Linked DNA regions of Callithrix jacchus: region 1 is linked to region 2. A link is a contact called in public Hi-C data. All regions are on one chromosome and are shown on one strand. Each heading gives the region's core, a stretch centred on a gene start, on an enhancer-like site or on the middle of the called end of the contact. The rest is flanking DNA. Distances are from core to core; before and after follow the strand shown. Region 1 has its middle 57 kb from the start of PKDCC. Region 2 overlaps EML4 (EMAP like 4).

Region 1 (4,788 bases), core at 1,934-4,433, 93 kb after region 2:
CTAAGTAGGATTCAGTGAGATGGCGCTTGCAAAGTGTTTCCTTAGCAGTTCCTAAAGTGTAAGCTTCCACATCAGAAAAGAGATGTGACTTGATGTTTAGAAGACTCACCCACTATATTTTAAATTTTGTTGGGGCTCAGAAAATGATAAGTCAAAGTATAATGCCTTGGCATGCTGAGTACTTTGGACTAAAGGAGATTTGAAGGCCTTAGAAGTAGCCTCAGCAAAATCTCTGAATTTCTCTTGCCCTATTTCCCACCCCTTCTTCTCCCTGAATTCATAGAAACCAGAATTCCTTTTCCAGGTCATAATAACTAGAATCCCTTCCCCCAAAGCAAGCCATAAAATCTAGAACTGTTGCTCTAAGTTTCCCCTGCCTTTCTGTGTAGGCCCTGGCCATGAAGAGATTCTCTGGCCTATCTCTGACTGTAAGTCATAAGACCCGTGTTCCAGAGAGCCCCTGCCCCATACCCGGGAGGAAAGAATGCTGCTCAGAGAGGCCAAGAAGAATCTGAACAGACAGGCCTTGCTGGGTTCCCCCTCAGTCAATTACCATTAAGATCGTGCCCTTTTGTCTATTTTTCTTGTTTGTTTGTTTGAGATGGAGTCTTGCTCTGTCACCCAGACTGGAATAGAGTGGCGTGATCTCAGCTCACTGCAACCTCCACCTCCCGGGTTCAAGTAATTCTCCTGCCTCAGCCTCCCAAGTAGCTGGTATTACAGGCGCCCACCGCCGCACCCGGCTAATTTTTGTATTTTTAGTCGAGACAGGGTTTCAACTGTCTCGTGTTAGCCAGGCTGCTCTCAAACTCCTGACCTCGTGATCCACCAGCTTCACCCTCCCAAAGTGCTGGGATTGCAGGTGGGAGACACCTCGCCCAGCCTCCTTTTGTCTATTTTTATGCTTAGGCTCAAAAAGAATGGACAGCATGTATTTCTACCTAAGCATAAAAAGTTTTCCCTGGGTTATTGGGTTTTCATTTCTGAAGACTCCTGTGTCCCATAAAATTTTGATTCAATAAATTTGTCATGCTTTTCTGTTGTTAATCAGTCTTTTGCCATAGCAATGACCCTGGTGATGGGTGAGGAAAGGTATCACATCTTTTCTGCCCCCACAGTAGGGATTTAATGAACTGTACCACACCAAGTCCCAGGCCCAGGAGGCTGGGCTCAGAAAGTCCCACTGAGTTCCTAGGTACCAGCCTTCTGGTAGAGCAACTTTCTCTTCTAGTGTGGCTCTATCCCTTCTTTGCATATGCCTTCAGCTGCTTTCCCCTCTTTTAGGTCTACTCTGCCTCGAGCCTATGTTTTAATCATATTAAAAAATGCTATTAAAAGTGTAGAATCAAGGGCTGGATGGAGTGGCTCAAGCCTGTAATCCCCAGCACATTCTTAGGCTGAGGTGGGCAGATCACTTGAGTCCAGGAGTTCAAGACCAGCCTGGGCAACATAGTGAAACCCTGTAACAAAACAAAAAACAAAACAAAACAATTAGCCAGGAATGGTGGCACATGCCTGTAGTCCCAACTACTAGGGAGGCTGAGATGGGAGGATCGCTTGAACCTGGGAGGTCAAGGCTGCAGTGAGCCATGATGGTGCCACTGCACTCCAGCCTAGGTGACAGAGCAAGATCCTGTTTCAAAAAGAAAAAGTTTAGAATCAAATTTTAAATTGTAAAATCTGATTGAGGTTGTTGCCTTCCAACTATGCTTATCTATCTAGAAAGAGAAGCCAGCGTTTCTTGAAGCCTGGACACAGTGTGGGGTCCAAGAGAGAAGGCCTCTAAAAATACCAGGGGGAGGGAGGGGGAGGTTTGCGATTGAGAGTTAGGGAGGTGGATCTAGAGGAGAGGGCAAGCCCTCAGGTTGGGCCGCCAGAGGCTCCGGGGAGAAGAAAGAAAGGGAAGCCAGGCTTGCGATCCTGGTGGAGCCCGCTCCTCCCACCGCGTGGAGATCCGCCCTCAGCGCTGCGGTGGCCGGAAGTGCTAGGCTCGGGAGGGTGGGGGCAAGGGGCTGCCTGGGAGCTCAGTCTCCCGACTGGGCTGGGATATTTATAGCACCTGTGTTTCTGGGTCTGCGTCCACCTGGATTTATTTATGCGGCCCGTGGCTGTGGCGCGTGTGGGGAATGAGGGGGGCGCATCTCTCTGCAAGGGTTCTCGGCCTTGGGACTCTGGCTGGAAGGGAAATGACAAATCACAACCAGGGGCTGTCTGGGGGAACACAGGCAGAGCACCGCTTGGTGCTGCGCCTGTAAAGCCGCGGGTGGTTGGGCCTGGTGAAACTCGGGGCTTTCCAGGGCCACGCGGTGTCGCATTTGCGGCCGCCGTGGGTGTGGGTGAGGCAGGTGTGGGCGATGGGGAAGCGATTCCCCCTCCAAGTCGCCCCGGGCTCTGGCTCTCACGCCTTCCTCCGCAGCGCCTGGGAAGAATTAAAGGCGGAAAAATGTTCTGTCTCAAGAGGGATCTGTACTTGGAAAGAGAACTGGGAGAGCACGTGGTGGCCGGCCCCATCTGCAGACCCACAACTGGAGAGTCCACGTTTGCGAACCCATCTGCACTTTCGACTTCCCCTAATCACTACGTGTCTGGCCGTGCTCAGACTGCGATGACATCATTTTTTAAAAATGTAAATAACTGTCCTTTGGGCTTTTCAAGAACCTAGTGATTGAGGAGAGGGCCACGCTGAATCTTGAGGAAGGCCGTGTTGTGGGACCTTCAGGCGTTGTTTAAGCTGTGCAGAGAGCAGTCTTGGGCAGGCCCCAGCCCTCTCCTCTGCCCACTTGCAAAGCCTGGCCTGCCTGCTGCACCCGCAACTGTGCTGGAGGAGAGGCGAGGGGGCAGGGCGGGCGCTAAGATCCTGTGCGGAAAGCCAGGACCCTCATGGTACCTAGGGAAGTGAAAATCGCGTTGACAGTTGTCCAACGCTTTCCTTTTCTTTCACACCCCCCGCCCGGGCAGCACAGTGAGGCAGGCACTCCTGCCAACGCCCCCATTTCACAGAAGAAGAAACTGAGGCTTAGGCAAAGCAACTTGCTCCAGGGTGACGGAGCAAGTGTCAACTTCAGTTTCCAGCTCGGACTCGGGGGACCATCCGGGGCATTCCGGGGAGGGGGCGCCTGGGCCGGGGACCACCGCGCAGGGCTGGGAGAGGTTCTGGCAGAGGCACGGGGTGGAGCAGGAGCCCGGCAGGGCCGCATGGGCCTGGAGCTGCCGGAAAGGTCGGTCTGGTGGCCCAGGACGAGGGGGCGGCTGGCCGGGAATCTTGAGAAGTATGGCGGGGCCCGGGCAGCTGCCAGGCTCGCGCTGCGGTCGACGGCGGGCAGGCCACATACCGCGCGGCTTGGAGGAAATGGCTGGGATTCCTCCCGCGGTGCAGTGCAGGGGCCTCGGGCAGGCGGGCGGGGCTCCCCCAGTGGGACGGGGCGGGGTCGGGGCGCGGCGGAGGGTGAGCCCAGATCCCGGCGCTGGAGAGGGCGGCCCCGAACCGGGTCCTCGTCCCCGGAGCGCTCCCGCCACTCTGCCAGTATCTGGGCCTCCAGAGACCCGTGAACCCTCGAACAGGGGAGCGTGTGAAGGGGCGCAGGTTCGGCTCCCGCAGAGACCCCTCGGCCCCGCTCAGCGTCTCTGCTTCAGCAGGGCCTGAGGGTTCAAGAGGGGCCTGGGTCACCCACTCTCAGAGCGGCCCTGCAGCCCCTGCAGCCCCTGCTGATCCCGAATCAGGCCCTGCCTTCTGGGTTGGCTAACGACACGCTTGGAGCGCAGCGCAAGAGGATGCAGGGGACCTGGGTTCTGCCTGGGGGCAGTAGGGCCTCCGCAGATCCTGGCTTCAGCTTTGGAAAGCGCTGGTCGCTGAGGACCCCAGTGTTCTAGGCCCAGCCTGGGGCCTTTCTGCTGCAGGCATGGTGGGCCAGGCAGAGTTGGCTTCGAGGGGATGGGGCTGGCGGTGAGGGAGAGGCCGGCCGCGGGTGAGATTGTTGCGGCCAGTGGGGAGGGTGAGGGTTAGAAGCAGAGCCGGGAGAATGGCAGCTGAGGTCAGTTATGACCTGGGCCTGAGTGACGAGGCCGGATCACACTATACAGAGGCATGGAGGTGTGAGAAGGAGACTGAAAACCTGGGGGTTGGGTTAGCTTGAGAACGCTCCCAGCTTCCCCTAGACTCAAGCAAAACCGTGATTTGGCTGGGGAATTGGAAAGGGGAAAAGAGAATGGAGAACCTTAGGTTGGGTACCCTCTAACATCTGCTAATAGGATGGCCCCTGGCACTTGGAACAGGGTCTGATTAACGGATCCATGATCTCTCTCCTCCCTCAGTCTCCACTGGGACGTCTGATCCTATCAACAGTGGCATTTGAAAGGCTTTACCTTCTGTCCTGCCCCTGAACTCTTCCCGCTGTTGACTGCTGTACTCACACCCCCCTGCCCTGTTTTTCCAACCCCAGGTAGGATCTTCCTCCCCTTCACTGGTTTCCAGCTCCAATGGTGCCTATTCTCTATGGATGATTCCTTGACCCTCTCCCCCAACTTCTACTCCTGCTTCCACAGCCACAGTATTGCACTTTTCACACTGGATCGTGAATATTCACTTGTAAACTTATCTCCCTAGCTTGACCATAGCTCTATAAGGGCAGAGATTGGCCAAATCTTCTATAGCTTTGTGGATCTACTGTATTAGGCCATTTTCACATTGCTGTAAAGAAATACCTGAGACTAAGCAGTTTTTTATAAAGAAGAGAGGTTTAATTGGCTCATGGTTCTGCAGGCTTTAGAGGAAGCATGGTGCTGTCATCT
Region 2 (5,021 bases), core at 1,834-4,333:
TCAGTCCTTTGCTTTATGTTCTTTCTCTCACGAAAGATTCAACAGAGGGTATCCGCAAAAACTCTTTAAAAATGCCAAAAAAGATTTAAAACATTCCTTCAGATATGAATTTAGAATTGTTATGATATTTAGTGTCAAACTGCTGAACTTGAGGATTACTGTCTCTATAAAGAAAGTTTGTAAGTCTGAATTAGTGCCAGAATTTCCAAAACTATCTTTTCAACTGGAGAAATTGAGTTCAAGCCAAAAGAGAGCTTTTGATCTCAATGACCAGCAAATAAGAAATCTGCATTCAGCGAATTCAACATGCCTGACAACCACAATACATGACAACTCAAATTAACATTTATCCATACAAGCATTTATACCAAATTAAAAAAAGACTGCTATCTACAGGTTATAGGTCATATGTAGAGCAAGGCTATAATTTTTGTTGAAATTCTTTTTCCCATGTCTACACAATACTGATATTTCCATTCTAAATCTCAGCAACCTTATTTACCCAGCCATTGTTCATCTCATTAAGGAATGATCCAATGTCAAAATTGTTTTTTAAGACTGGCATAAATGATACCCCATATACTTATCACTTTAAAGTAAATGGTGTCTCTTTCCATGCTTCCACAATAGCCCACAGATCACTTTCATTTCCCTGGTACATTTACCATCTCACTAGTAAATTACGACCATGGCTTTGTGTAAGGCTTGGGTTCATTCTCTTGCTTATCCATTCACTCTCCCAAAAGGTTACCCTCTTTTCCAACCTTTTTCACCATTGCCATTTGTAATGCTTATTTTCAAATAAACTTCTCTAGACCCTTCAAAGAACCTCAGTCTACCTTTTTGCTCTAATTGAAACCAGCTTTTCCACAGGACACCACTTCCATTACAGCTGGGTCAAAATGGCAACTATTCTTTCTCATATACCTCTCATACAGAAAACAGGGAGCTAATAGCATTTTCCTGTGTTCTTTCTATTGCTGCATACATATGACTACTCCAAATGTCTCCTAAGAAACCTTCCTTCTTTACTTATAACTAGCATCTAACAACTAACCTAATTATTAATCGTTATCATCAACTTCTCAGTCACTCTCCAACTTACATACAAAGTTTTGATCTTACTATCTAACTTACCTTTCCAGCCACCATTAGAATGGGCAATTCCAGATCCATGTGAATATCCTAGCTGCTCTCCTCCTTAAGGAGTGAAGAGATAGCCACTACTCAGTTGAATAATCCACCTCTATAACCACTCACTTTATCATCCACAACAATTACTCATCTGAAATCTTAAAACTCATTATCGTGGCCCATAACCAGAAGCTCTTATCCTTTGTCTCTTTCACTCCTATTTCCCATCCCAATTCACTCTTTAGCTTCGTGGAAACTTTTGGTGTTAATATTGTTCCACTTTCTCCCCACCTATCAGCCTTGTCTTGGCTTCAATTTGTTCCCTCTCCAGCCTAAACCCCCAAGACATATCACTTCAACCACTCTTACTGCAATACTTTCAACTTTTGGCCCCTGGGTCTTCCCACACCACTTTTGTTTGTCAAGTCCTGTCTCCACCAATACCAGAATATTTTGGCTGCTCAGCTTTTCTGTTTCTATACAGTGGCTGCTGAGTACTGGAGACAGAGTGAAGGAATGAGAATATATACACACAATAGAGACCACCACAAAAACCCATGGTCATCAAACTCATTTTGGTCTCTCTCTATTTTCTAAGTGAACTCCAACTCCCATTGCCCCAGTAACTATTCCAAATCCCCATAACACTCTTCCTGCTTTCAATTTTCCAGTTTTCTACCTCATCCTTCTCAGAATGTCCTCACTTCCTCTTTCAAAGAGAAAACAGCAGACTCCAGGAAGAAATATTCCTCACCAAATTAGCATCCTTACCACCTTTTCTTTTTCTAAAAATTTTCCTTCTTTTTTTTTTTAGGTCTCACTATCTTGCCCAAGCTGGTCTTGAACTCCTGGCCTCAAGCAATCCTCCCACCTTGGTCTTCCAAAGTGCTGGGATTACAGGTGTGAGCCACTACACCCAGCCTCTCCCCACTCAATAAAACAGATGCCTCTTGAGTTAAATACCAAGCCTTCCCCCAGTGCTCTAGAGTGTCTCCCCTATTCCTATCTTACTTTTTCATTAAAAATTTTTGAGTATTTAAGTAGATATTTGAAATATTTCTTTGCAAATAGAACTCTTATCATTATTGCTTATATCTATCTTTTTGGTGGGTTCTTTTTTTTTTTTTTTTTTTACAAACATCAATTTTTCTATTAAAAATAAAAGATGGCTGGGAGCATGGTGGCTCATGCCTGTAAACCCAGTATTTCGGGAAGCTGAGGCAAGCAGATAGCTTGAGCCCACATAGTTGGAGACCAGCCTGGGCATAGGGCTAAACCTCGTCTCTACAAAAAAAAAAATACAAAAATTAGCCAGGAGTGGTGGTGCATACCTGTGGTCCCAACCACTTGGGAATCAGAGGTGAGAGGATCACCTGATCCTTGGAGGTCAAAGTTGCAGAGAGCAGTGATCTCACCACTGCACTTCCAACCTGGGTGACAGAAATCCTGCCTCAAAAAATAAAGACACAATTTACTTCCGTAAGCCAATATTTACTTTGATTACTTGCATGGCTTTTCATTTTTGCAGGGCTCTTCTACTGTATGTATTTATTCTATGGGCCTATAAAAACACTGAACAGAAGTGAAATTTACTTTTTCAAAGTAGGGGGCACTCTCACACTAATCTCCTATTATAAAGAATGAGACTTCCCTTCTCTTTCCTGCAGTAGAGGGCAGGGTGGAGACAGGGTAGTTACTGTATTAGGTATTACAGAAAACTCTCCCAGTCTCCTTTCCACAAACTCAAGCCAGAAACTCCTGCAGGGGTAGAGGGGGAAGGGATGTTACTAATTTGGTGGGTTAGCTTTCCTTGGACCTTATTTTTAACAGAAAGGAAATTAGGTTACTGCATAGAAAACAGGGCCATCTTTCCCTTTCTCACTCCAGCTCTTGTTAGGCTGATACCTAGGTACATAAAGTAAGCCTCTAATCTTCTCACTAGCTGCCAGATTAAGTGTATTCAGAGTAGGCATGGCAGAATGAATTCCCCTACAGTCTCACAGTCTAGATTTGCTGGTGACTGCAGCAGACTCTCAACTTATCCTTAGATCCATGTTATGATTTCAAATTCTGCTGTTATCAGAGAGTCTAAATTTTAGAAACAGATCAGAGTACTGGTCTTATGCTGTGTCCCTTATTTATCTCTTAGAACCTGGAGAGAGAAGGGCTAAATGACTGGCACTCCTAACTTCAATACTTACTATAAGTGTCAACAGATAATTATCATTAAGCACATATTAAGTGCTAATACTTTTATATGTCCTTTTAATCTAATCTTGCAAGGTAATTATTCTTATCCAAGTTCATTAATAAATGAATGTGTTAATTCACTCATTAAAGAATGAATGAATGCTAAGGCTCAGAGAGGTATATGACCAAGCTTCCAAAGCTAGTAAATTTTATAAACGAGGGTAAATCTCCAGTCTTTCTAATTCCAAAATTCTCAGTTAATGACCATATTCAATTCGGTGAGAATAAAATACTCCACCTAAGTTTGGTCAATGTATAGTATGGAAGTATGACCAATATTTAAACAATCATCAAAGATATATATTTGTCTGCCATGAAAAAGGAATAACTGTTCCTATAACATTTGGTTAATGAAGTACTAGGTTCTACAGGGAATTCAGTTACTGAAAAATAATTAACTTTAATAAAACTTGGTGCAATAAAGATTGGAGAAAAAGTCTCCAATAACCTGATGCCACATTTCCGTCCAGGCTTCCTGTAGTAAATATGTAATGTTTCAATAAAGCTCCTTGAAAAATGAGTCATCTTGAACCAAACATAATCAACAAAATAATGATTAACCAAAAGCTGGCAAAAATCCTAACAGAGTAATATAATTCAAATTCAGCCTCTTAAAAGATAACTCATGTTTAACACTGGTATCTCAGAAATGTAAGGCAATAATTGGGTTCACAGAATGGTCTACACATTGGCACAAGTATATGCAAATGTACATTTTGAATTTTCCTATGTCTTGAATTTTTATACTCACCATCATTTACCCACAAAACCTAACAAATGGATCCCACTCTATATAAAACTGAAAAATTATTTCCTAATGTTTACTAAAATCAATGTATTTTTGCTTATTTTGGTATGGCATAAAAACAGTATGCTACATTAGACATTATAATACTACAAATACTGTATCCTTAAAAATGTAATAATGTACTCTCACACAAAATTAGTTAATAGTCACGTAAGGCATATGCTCTAATGTTTTATCTCATAGCATGATGAAGTTATCATATACCCTCTTACTCAGGATGAAAGAAATCTACCAAATGACTAAAGTAAGTTAGGAAAAATACATTCCATGGCCACAAAACAAGGCCAAGTTAACTGGATCCTAAAGATATAAACCCGTAATTCTGACCTAAAAGAATAGCTTCTGTAACCAATGAGCTAGCTAATCATGCAACTACTTTCAAAGAACTAATAATTTTAAAATGTAATACTGATTACTCAATTTGGATATAAAGCAAAGTCTTTGCCAAACAATGTTGTTTGTTACTGTTTACAAGGATATTTATAAGAAAAAAATTAACTTTTAACTCTTATCTTACACCATATACAGAAATTAATCTGAGGTAGATCATAGACCTAAAAGTCAAAGCCCTAAGGAACAAATGATAAATCAGAACATAAAGATTAAAAATCCCTGCTCACTCCTGTAATCCCAGCATTTTGGGAGCTGAGACTAGTGAATTGCTTGAGCCCAGGAGTTCAAGACCAGAATGGGCAACATGGTGAAAATCCCATCTCTACAAAAAATGCAAAGATTAGCTGGGCATGGTAGTGCACATCTGTAGTCCTAGCTACTTGGTAGGCTGAGGCGAGAGGATCTACTGAGCACAAGAGGTGGAGGTTGTGTCAGC

The links. Hi-C and Micro-C count contacts between places; a contact is called where the count stands out from the background.
Region 1: a Hi-C map of induced pluripotent stem cells shows a contact between it and region 2, with 3 times the contacts expected there. The contact joins two enhancer-like sites. A contact is called at or near these places in 2 of 3 Hi-C or Micro-C datasets (induced pluripotent stem cells and skeletal muscle).

Annotation. Positions count from the first base shown.
Region 1 is chr14:72,746,263-72,751,050 of calJac240_pri, forward strand. No RefSeq gene overlaps it. Among named protein-coding and RNA genes, the nearest start is that of PKDCC, 57 kb to the right of the region's middle. Within about 2 kb of position 3,184, at least 12 of the 16 cell types and tissues checked have an H3K27ac peak or open chromatin away from gene starts, as enhancers often do.
Region 2 is chr14:72,653,023-72,658,043 of calJac240_pri, forward strand. All of the region lies in intron 1 of EML4 (EMAP like 4), which reads right to left. Among named protein-coding and RNA genes, the nearest start is that of EML4, 28 kb to the right of the region's middle. Within about 2 kb of position 3,084, at least 3 of the 16 cell types and tissues checked have an H3K27ac peak or open chromatin away from gene starts, as enhancers often do.